Regions from separate parts of the Mus musculus genome. Here region 2 is linked to region 1. Evidence: chromatin contacts called from public Micro-C data. All regions are on one chromosome and are shown on one strand. Each heading gives the region's core, a stretch centred on a gene start, on an enhancer-like site or on the middle of the called end of the contact. The rest is flanking DNA. Distances are from core to core; before and after follow the strand shown. Region 1 holds the start of Eya4 (EYA transcriptional coactivator and phosphatase 4). Region 2 has its middle 36 kb from the start of Gm35291.

Evidence for each region. Hi-C and Micro-C count contacts between places; a contact is called where the count stands out from the background.
Region 2: a Micro-C map of the MC3T3-E1 cell line shows a contact between it and region 1, with 2.8 times the contacts expected there. The contact joins the enhancer-like site here to the promoter of Eya4 in region 1. A contact is called at or near these places in 11 of 39 promoter capture datasets (the 3T3-L1 cell line, cranial neural crest, embryonic stem cells and 6 more), 3 of 484 Hi-C or Micro-C datasets (the MC3T3-E1 cell line, cortical neurons and muscle stem cells) and 5 of 115 datasets of contacts at active chromatin or transcription factors (SST interneurons, craniofacial prominence, embryonic hindbrain and 2 more).

What each region holds. Positions count from the first base shown.
Region 1 is chr10:23,346,648-23,351,819 of GRCm38.p6, reverse strand. It overlaps Eya4 (EYA transcriptional coactivator and phosphatase 4), which reads left to right and starts at 1,930. Exons shown (of 19, transcript NM_001347372.1): 1 at 1,930-2,058.
Region 2 is chr10:23,672,901-23,678,072 of GRCm38.p6, reverse strand. No RefSeq gene overlaps it. Among named protein-coding and RNA genes, the nearest start is that of Gm35291, 36 kb to the left of the region's middle. Within about 2 kb of position 2,757, at least 49 of the 459 cell types and tissues checked have an H3K27ac peak or open chromatin away from gene starts, as enhancers often do. A contact at or near this core is called in the MC3T3-E1 cell line, craniofacial prominence and muscle stem cells, where this site is marked.

The sequences.
Region 1 (5,172 bases), core at 681-3,180:
AATAATTGAGGTTTTCTTGTTGCTGATGTCCCTTGAGTGTATACTAACCGGTGCTCCTCTCCATCGCAGGAATGCACTCTGGGTAATGCTCCCAAGGCTGCAAAGCACCACCAGAAACCCTTCCACTCAGAGAGCCAGAAAGGGGGAAGTTAGGCCTGGCCTGGCTCAAGCTCCCTGAAACTGATCTGTGGGAGAAACAGCCAATAAGCAAGCAGAGGGAAGACACTACCTTTATCAGCTTAAATTTAAAGCCCCAGCATCTTTTCCATTTCCTCTTAATCATTGTAGACAATGCCCCGCTCATTAAAAACAAATATTCAGCATGGATTTTCCTTTTAAACTAGAGTTCAGGGCTCCTGTTAGTAACATAAAACCAAGCTCAAGTGAAGGATGAAATTTGTTTCTGAAAAAAGTCCAGAATATCATTTAGTTGATAAAAATATTAAAACTAGATTTTCTTCGAAGTGGAGTGGTTTTTTTTTTTTTTTCATCCCTATGGCCATATCTAAGGCAGCGTTGTTGCTAGAGATGACTTGATTTTCTTTGGGAAAAATTATTTTGATTTCTTTGGGCCTTGGTTATCTTTTATACAGCTTTAATAACTATTAGGAAATTAATTAAACAAACACGCGTGAACCACAAGTGAGCAGTACAGCAACTGACAATAAATTCAAAATGAGTTGATACACATTATCAAAGTATCAGGACAGATGTTACTGATGGAGACAATGGGCTTTAGGGAAAGGTGGGGTTATATGGGAGTAATATTTGGGGATTGTCTTTGCTTTGGTCCAAGAGTGTGATATTTATATTTGTCTGTGAAATATGAAATCCAATGTAGGTACAAAAGACATCAACAGAAGGCATAGGCTCAAAATGCCATTTCAGCAGTGTGCCCTGAGCAGTTCTGACTGGCCTTTGGAAGTCACTGCAGTCTGACCTTTGGGCGCCTGGGAGGGGCGCCTATAGCTGCGCCCGGCCTGGAAGGGGCCCAGGCACTTCCCAGTGCTGCCCGTCTGCACGCTGCTAACTCCTTCATCGCTTCCATCTCCAGGAAAAAGCTCTTTCCTAAATCCAGAGCAAGCTTTGGGCTGGTGTCAGTTGGCGTTTAACTTTGTTGCAAGTGGACTAGAGTCCCTTCTGCCTCCTCTCTTGGGGTAAGTGGCAAGGAGTCCGACTGAGGGCCTGTAGCTCGCACAGGGTAGTTAGGGGACCGCCGCCCAGAAGCAGGTGGGGGACCGAGGAGCCCGGTGGCGGGCTGGTCCCTTCAGTCTAAAGGCCTCGGTGGCCAGCGCCAGGCGGGGTGGGGGCGGGGTGAGGCGGCGCAGAGGGCGCGGAGATTACCGCGGCGCCACCAGAGACGCGCAGAGCCGGGGAGCCCCGGAGGTCCCCCCACGCGAGACCTCAAAAAAGAAAAAAAAAGCCGATGATAACAGGCAGTTTCCAGAGATCGAATAAAAAGAGAGGGCTTCTGCGCCCGCCAAGATCTCCTGCTCTTCCGGCGGCCTGCCGGGAGGCCCCCAGCGGCCACCCTAGCCCCAGGACGCAGGCGGCGACGTCCCCCCCCAACCCCCCCACATCCCGCCTCCTGCCTCTAGGCTCCAGCTCCGCGCGCTAGGGAGAGGCTGCCCGCGGCGCGGCGCACGCTCCGGCGGCTCCCGGCTTGCGCGCAAACCTTTCCCGGTCGGCGCCCTAGAGAGGGGACTGAGCGGCGGGGACCTGCGGAGGGACGCCCGGCCACCCGGCGCGCGCGCGCTTTCTCTTTTCTTCTGCTCGCTAACGCCGCTCGGCTGCTCGGACTTTGGTTCGGCTCCTTTCGTCCTCCCCCCCCCCCCCTCGCAGCCGGCTCCCCCACCCCGCCCTGTTTCTCCCCCACTTGTGTAAGCTATTTGTTGGGGGTGGCCGAAAGGGATGTCCTGTTTTTACCAGAGACACAGCGCGAAGGGAAAACTTAGACACTGGAAGGAAAGCGAGTAAATACGTAGATCGGACCCGCAGATCACTGGCTGGGACAGACAATTGAACTTCGGGAGTCCAAGGCGGTCCGGGCCGCCAGAGGTGAGTGTCCTCTCTTCATCCGACCCGGTTTTTGAAGTCCAATGGAGGGGGGAGGTGTGTCCAGATTTGGATGATTCCCCCAAACTGTCCCCTAGAAAGTGCTAGCTAGACACTTTGTAGTGCGTGAATGGGGATCTGGGGATGGAGGTCGCGCGCAGGGAGAGTGTGTGAGCCTCGGAGTTCTCCCCGATGATCCAACAGCAGTGTCCCATGGCCAGGGTCCCTAGGACCTCAGTGGTACGCTCGCCCAGGAAGACCCTCAACGACCTGGTCCCCAGTAACCCCTCTTGTCTAGCGCCACAGGACCTGAGTGAGTCTCGCGTCGTCCCCGGGTGCGGATCCTACCTGCCTGCACCCTGTTCCCTGTCGCCCGGGAAGCTTACACCAGACTCTTCCCACTCCCACCCGGTGACATTTAATACTTTGTGATGACCTGCTACGTGGAGTAAGGGTGCTGCCTCACTCAGTGTCCCTTGGAGAGCCGTGGGCGCCTGGGTTTGCGTGAGGCCGGGAGCGCGTGTACCCAGAGGCCAAGCCCTGGTCTCCAGGTACCGGTCGCAGTCTAAACAGGGGGGGGGGGTCACTTTAATGGTTTTTACGTGGCGTGGACGAATGTCTCTTGCAGTGTGCCAGGGTCTGTGAAATTAGAGGCGCCTTGTCAGAGGAGTCGCGTTCATTGGCTCCAGGAGCGGATGCTGAGGAGCAATTCTAACTTCTCCAAAGCCAAGGACCAGGCTGGGGCGAGCAGGTTTCTCTCAGAGCTCACTGGATCTGGGGTGGCCTTGGCACTCTAAACGCTTGTAGAGCTTGGTCATCTGTGACTGGGAGACAGACTGTGTGAGCCCGTTTCGTTTTGCAAGCCACAGCAACCCCAAACTTTTCATTTTATTTTTCTATTAGCACTAAATTCTTTTCCTTTTTTCTTTGTATTCGAGATTCGCAATCTCTCTGAAAGAAACAAGGAGGTTTTGACTGAGCCTGGTGGCAGAGCGGTGGCAAAACTAAGGGAGTGCAGTTTGATTTTTGCCACCGTCCCCTTGTTTGGGATGTTAGCGCCTCAGCTCACATCTTTCAAGTTCCTGGGAGACTAACGGGGTTTGCGGTTTGGGTGGGATCGGCGTGGCCTTCTCCTTTTCTCCCGGACAACGCAGGGACCATTCAGGGAGCCTCCTGAACTCGAGGGCCCCCGTGGAAGGCGCGCATCCCCGCGCGGGGACAACCTAGGTGGCGGCTCACCAAGCGCGTGGCGTGTGTTTTGGTTTCTGCGCAGCTACACGTGGGGCACCTCCGTGTGCGTGTGTGTTGTGTACTTGATCTGTGAGAAGGTAACTGGAGTCTCGTGTTCAAACCCAGTGGGCCCTTGGCCATTAATTTGCTTTCCTGGCTGTCATTACAGACACTTCCAAAATCTGATACCTAAAGAGATCCAACAGGTTGGGTTTCACATTAAGAGCCCACACTTAACAGTTTTCTTTCTCCCTCACCCCCTTTGGCTCCGCACTCTGGGATCAACGTAATTGTTGGAGCGAAATACATCTTCTTGAATATGGTATTTTGTTGCTCTTCTCTTAGCGCCGCCTTTTTGCACCTATGAGCGTTTGTCAGTTTCAGCGAGGCTCCTGGGGGACTTAGGTGGGAGTCTTTAGGAGTGTTTAGCAACCCGGACTCCCATCAACAACTTCTGAAGTTTCATTTACCCGTGGGTGACTGACAGCGCTGAAAGTGGACTGTGGCTTTTTTGTTTGCTGAGTGCTTCTCTTTTAATTTAATTTAATTTTTTAAGTTTTAAGGACAAAACTTGTATTTGATACAATTTCCCAATAAAGTTTGATATTTAAGTAGAAACGGTACCTACTTTTTATTTTACTTTAAAAAAAACAACATATATTTTTGTCAGACTTATACCTGAGAAACAAAATTTAGCAGAGGCTGAAGGGAAAGAATTCTAAAACAAAATAATTTGATATGCTTTATGGTGCATTTTAAGACATTTGCATTCAAAGACATTTGTACTTAAAAAAATATATTATCCCAAGAAATTTTTAAAAAGCAATAGCAATGTAAGACAGACTGTTTTGTGTGGAAGGACTGCCAGAGTGAGTTGCAATAATATCCAACATAGATAAAAACTGTAAAAACAATTCCACCTTATTAAAGGCTGTAAGTAATCCAAAGGGAAACATTTTTGTAATGTCCGCACATGAATGTTAAAAACAAACCGACATCAAAATCTTCGCTATTAACATCTGAACTGGCTTGAAATCTCATATTCTAATGAGTGATTCCTTGTCCTTCCTAGTAAGGGTATGTCTGAAAAGAACCTGGTTTTCAAAAGCCTGCTGCTCCCTGACTTCGTGAAATAGACGAACGTGAACACAGCACACTGCCTTCCTGTTTTAAGACCACCTCATCCAAGGGAATTTCACAGTTATAAGTGGAAGGGCTATTCAGTTTTTCCCCTTTTGTTTATGTTTATTTCATTGAATATTACAATTTTCTCATTTCCAAAACAAAACTGTGTATCTGTGTTCATAAGTAGCATAGCGTTGGCTAGCACATTCCAGTAAAAAAACTTCAAAACACTGCAACTTGTGTAAAAAATAAATTTATTTAAGAACAGTTTTGTTCTCATTAAGAAACACAAACATGGACATTTGGGCATTTTCTAGAAACTGGAAGGAAAAAAAGTCTTTGTAGAGAAGTTCATTTTTGAAGATTTGCCGATATCTCTGGGTTAAAAAGAAAGCATATTCTCCATCTCTAAATTTTCTTTTATTTATCTTGTGATTTGTGGTGTAAATAAATTTTACACACCCATAGGAAATACAGTGTCCAGTTTCATGTTTTTCGTCACTGATGCAAGCTCTGTGTGGCTGATGCCATATCTAAAAATACATTTATGTGGCTTTATTAAATGTGATGAACCCAAGTTAAATTGAGTAGAAACTTTGAAAGGGTAAGATGCTAGAAACCCCCATGGCTGTTGATAGAGAAGCTAGCGCCCTGGAAAACATGCACGTTCTAACTTTTAGATAACAAACTTAAGCTTTGTTAGCTTCCATGCAGCGGAAGCTCACAGGTTTCATGCAGAATTCAAGAAGAAAGATAATCCCT
Region 2 (5,172 bases), core at 1,508-4,007, 330 kb before region 1:
AATTGACCTACTCCCTCTTTTGTTCAGTGAATGAAGTCTTACTAAAACTTCAAACAAAACGAAATCTGGAGCGTTAGCTAACAAATGGAGAAAAATAGATCTTTAAAATAGTTCATGAGCTACATAGAATACTTGAAACAAGCTGAAGCTTGGTAGGATAAAAATACTAGATTTAAACAATCAGCTTGTGTTTGTATGTGTATGTGTGCACACATATATGGTCATATGTGTTCATGCGCACGTACAGGCCAGTGGTCAATGTCAGATGTTTTCTCTCACTGTTTTCCATGTTATCTTTTTGGGATAAGGTCTTCCATCCAACACGGAGCTCTTCAGTTATGTTTGCCAAAGAGCTTCAGGGATCTTTGTATTTCGCAGCCTGGACCCCAGCACGGCTCTCATGCATTCATAGCAAGCATTCTGCCCACATATCCCTTCACCACCCTGCTCCCTCAAATAACTGGCGTCTTGCATAAAGAATAGATAATATCGGAGCCATTACTGAATATAAAACATACTTTAGGCTTAAAGCTAATATAAGTCAAACACTCAGATCTGCTGCTAAACACTTCAGTCTTTTGCTCTAGTCTAGTGACTGTTGTCAGCATCGTCCGCATCAGGGAGTTCCCGGTCTAACCCCATTCACTGTTGGTCACACAGGAAGTGCTTCCTTGAGTCCTGGGCACCACATTTTAAGAGGGAAGTTGACAGCCAACTGGAACATGTTCAAAGGAAGAACGGCAAAGGGTCTGGAAACCATATCATACTAGGAGTAGCTGGGGAATGCGTTCATTTTGCCAGAGAGAATGACAGGTTGGGTTAGCAATTTCAAAGGCTGTTCTGCAGTGGGTGGACGGGAGGGGTGTAGACGTTGTGACACAGTTACAGATCTAAAAAGGATGGAAAAGCTTGCTGGTGGAGAGTTTAGGCTCCCACATGAAAATGCTTTTGAAACAATTAAGTTCATCAGGAATCGGGTGTTTGAGTCATGGCAAGCTGCCGACCAGGGGAGCAACGCGCAGGCTCTGAGTGCCACCTGTGCCAGCCGGAGGGGCCAGGCTGGGGCTCTCCAGAGGCTGTCACGCCATGACTTACTTTCCGTAAGAAGCAGAGGCAGCTCTGAGGTAGACTGGAGACAGAAGAAGACGTAAGCACTAAACAGAGTCTTCGTGATGATACATGAGTGTGTTCTGGGGTAGGGCGGGGCTTGGGACTAGAACCACTGTGTAGGAAGGAAGAACAAATTGAATACTGTTGTCAGCATCTGCCTTCCTGTGGTCTCTAAGGCTTTTGAAGGTGCGTGTTTTGTGTGTGTGTAGTCACCATTCCATTGGATGGTGTGTATCTTTTGATCAAGCTGATCTCTGAGCACAAATGGTGCATATGTAGACAAGAATTTGATCTTTCTTGATTCTTTTGCCATTCCCTCTTTCCCTAGCTCCTTCTGCACATCCTGCTGCTTTTACTCCTCTCCCTTCATTTGTTCCCTTCCTCCTGTACTTCCTCTCTGGTTTATTTTTCTAACAAAGACGCACAATTTGGTGTGTGTATCCCTGGGTGCGTGCATGCAGGGCTTAATGCAAGCCTTTAAGAAACACTACCAGCACATAGTTATTTTGTAGCCTCAAAACCCTGAAGTCTTTATTCTAGACTAAGAATTTTATTTTTTGCAAATAAGTTCTGACATTGCTATTTGCTGACTTCACAATTTGCAATCTCTCTTCTCTCTCTCTCTCTCTCTCTCTCTCTCTCTCTCATTAAAGCAGACAAGGCAGCATAATAAACTATGGTGAAGTTATTAGTAAGATTTCAAGATGACACCAACTCAGCACATATTGAAAGACGAGATGAGGGTCCCTTTTCCGGTTGTCACACATTCCAGGCAGGCCCAGCCCGCTTGCCTCATGTGGTTTGGGGCCTTTAGCTACGGTGCAGGTCATTAACTGGTTGGGGCAGCAGCAGCACATTGTTCTGCTATTTTCAAACCACAACAGCCTCTGTGGAATCCAGGACCCATAAAAACACAGTTCTGATGCAGCCTGACAGAGGCATAATTCAAGAGAATTCCAGTGAAGCTAAGAAAATATGAATCGGTTTGGGGGAATCAGCGGAACCTTATTTAATCAATTGACTCAACTAATTTAAAACTATAATTTTGAGTGCTCTGTGTGTGTGTGTGTGTGTGTGAAGATATCTAAGACTAAATCTGATACGAGAAGTTTCTACTGTATAATTTTGCTATGAAACCCTCACTCCAAAACAAAGAAAGCCAGAAAATAAAGAAAAAGAGAAAATTCTAGAAAGAACTGTGCCTTCTGCACCCTTTCTTTTTTTCACTTTTCTTTGTCTATTCCTTTCCTTTCCTTTCCTTTCCTTTCCTTTCCTTTCCTTTCCTTTCCTTTCCTTTCTTTTCCTTTTCTTTTCTATCCTCCTTCCTTTTTTCCTCTCCCCTTTCTTTTTCTTTTTTTAAAAATCACTCCTCTTTTGTATAGATTTTTTTTTAAGTAGTTTAAGTAAACTTACTAGAAGGTTTTGATTTCAGTCTGGATTTTTTTTTAAGCCTCAAATGAAAGGTTCTCTTTAATCAGATAATTGTCCAGCCAGTAATTTTAGCTTCTCTGTGACACACCAGTTGGCAGGTACAGAGGTCCCAGCCAAGCCTTTGTCCCCACCCCCCATCCATGCCCTTGGGACTGTCTCCGAGCTTCACCAGACATCTCCTCACTAGAGACTCCAACATCACAAGCATTGGGAGTTTGGGAAAGTAGAGCTAACTGCCAGAGGTGTCTATGCAGAAAGCACAGAGGCAGCTTCTATGGCTTCATTTACACCTGGGAAAGGAGAAACGGGCTGGTGTGCCGCAGCTCTCTTTCCTCCAGGGCACCAGCCTTTCTGATAAATGCTGTTTCATGAGATCTTGCCTCTAAGGTTATCTAGGAGGTTTGGGCGAGACTTTAAGTCAAGCTAACTCCTGGGTTTCATCTCCCCTGTCGTAAGTCCCCCAGTCCCACTCCTACCGGAACACCATGTCACACAGGCTGGGAAAATTATCCTTCAACCCCACTGTCTGCTGCTTTTCTTTGTCTACTTCTGGACTCATCACGTTCTCTGGCAGCCATGAATGAAATGTAGCGTGCTCAATGACTGACATCCATTAGAGCCCTTGGACAAACCCTGGGCCGCCTTTTGAAAGGCCTCTGGAAGAGAAAAGACTGTGTGCTCTTTGAATGTGGGCCCGCTGAACCGCTGCCAAGGGCAGCCCGTTCCATTCAAAGGGCTGAGCGAATAAATGAGAATAACGTCCTTGGGGACCCGCAGGATCAGCTTACTCTGAAAATGCTCAAGCTTCACAAAGGGTCAGAGTCACAAGGTAAATGAAAATGGCCAGGAGCGGACTTTGATGGCTGAAACACTGTAACAGTAGAGGGCTTGAAAGAAAATGTTATTTAATTTTTTTTTTTTTTAAAGAGGCAGTTAAAGGAGTGGGGAAAAGTCGGGAAAATCTCAGAAGGGTGAAGTCTGTTGATAACAGAAAAAAAAAAAAGATGTCTGCAAGGTCATCACTGAGTGCTCACTGGTTACACACTCACTGTGTAAATGGGTGTGTATGCTTATAAAAATGTGTAAGTATCTACATTTGTAAACACTGGCCAGTACCTTTATTTATAATTAATAAAAAACTGGGTCAGATTTCTGAGCTCAGTTGCTTGGTGATTTCTACCCAAGTCACCAGTCACAAACTCCAGAGATGAACCCTCAAATATGACAGTCTAGAGAGTCCCCTTTTACTTTTGTTTATGCACTGTCTCACTTGGAATGCTGTCTATTGGTAGCGTTTATGGAAATACTTCAGAAGCAATCTAAGAAAGGAAACCAGAAAACCCACAAAGCTCTTCATGCAGTTCCAGAGAGACCCCGAGAGTCACCTTCCACAGGATCACTCCTCTGCCCCTCAGACCCGCAAGCCCCTGCCTCTTAGATGGCCTTTAGACCTATAGGCAGTGGTACTGTCAAGAAACCATTAAGGACTAGTTATATATACCTCAGTCAGGGGACCCCCTACTCCTCAACCTCCTCAAACAAAAACTTCTGAGTCCTCCATTGTTTTTCAAATTAAAAGAACATTGAAAGTAAGAATTGATAATTGTGTTGTCAACGTGCAACGTGCGGGAGGAGATGCATGGCTTCCCTGCCTCTGCAAGGTCTGCTCTCTAGAATTGATGCTAGCTAGTGAAACCAAGCTTGATTCAACAGGTTGAATGTGCCAGCTTTCTTCCGAAGACACACCCACTGAAAGCATTGCAAAGGAGATGAATTGGAGAAGAGTCTTCACAGATGTGATCTATCTAAAACATTGGAAAGAGCGCAGTAAGATCAAGGGTGGGCTCTTACTTTGATAAGAGGCAAAGGGGGAAGACAGAGAGCAGAGATGTGAAGACCTGAGGGGTGGATTGTGTGCCTGCAAAACAAGGACCTGGAGTGTTGTCAGCAGCTGCAAGCAGCCAAGTGGTTGCTGGAGTCGGATTCTGCCTCTGAGATACCAAGGACACCTGGATGCTCAACTTCCGGCTTCCACAACTGCCACGGGCTGAGCTTCTGGTGTTTTAGGCTGTCAGATTCATTCTGGTTTGCACTGGCAGATTCAGGAAAAGCCATTTACGGGTGGCGACAGCTGTGTGCTGTTGTGACCACACCGTCATCCAGCTTGGACTAGCTGGTCCCCAAAGACCAATGGGGTAGTTTCAAAGCAACTGCTTGAGTTTACAGGTACACTGGCAACGAAGATCACTCTGTTGAAGATTTCTCAAGATACAGGTTTCTGAGAGAGTGGCTACTTTAGTTTCTAACTTAACAGGCACACCTTGGTATAGCATCATTTATCTGAGTTTTTTTTTTTTTAAAGGGGAAAAAATGTTCTTCCAAGTTCACCAATATACAGGAAAAGGCTATTGTTATACTGATGGTTCTATCAGAATTCTATGTAGAAACTGTTTCTATTAAAAGAGGCCACCTTATTCTACCCAGAACAGCTGCATATTTACTGTGCATTAGCTGTTGGGTAATTGAGAATTGATATTTAGGTTTTTTCTACTTGGGCTTACTGTTTGGTACTTATATATAGGAATTGTACTTTGCGTTAATAATTTAGTTGGTATTTCGGGGTTATTATGT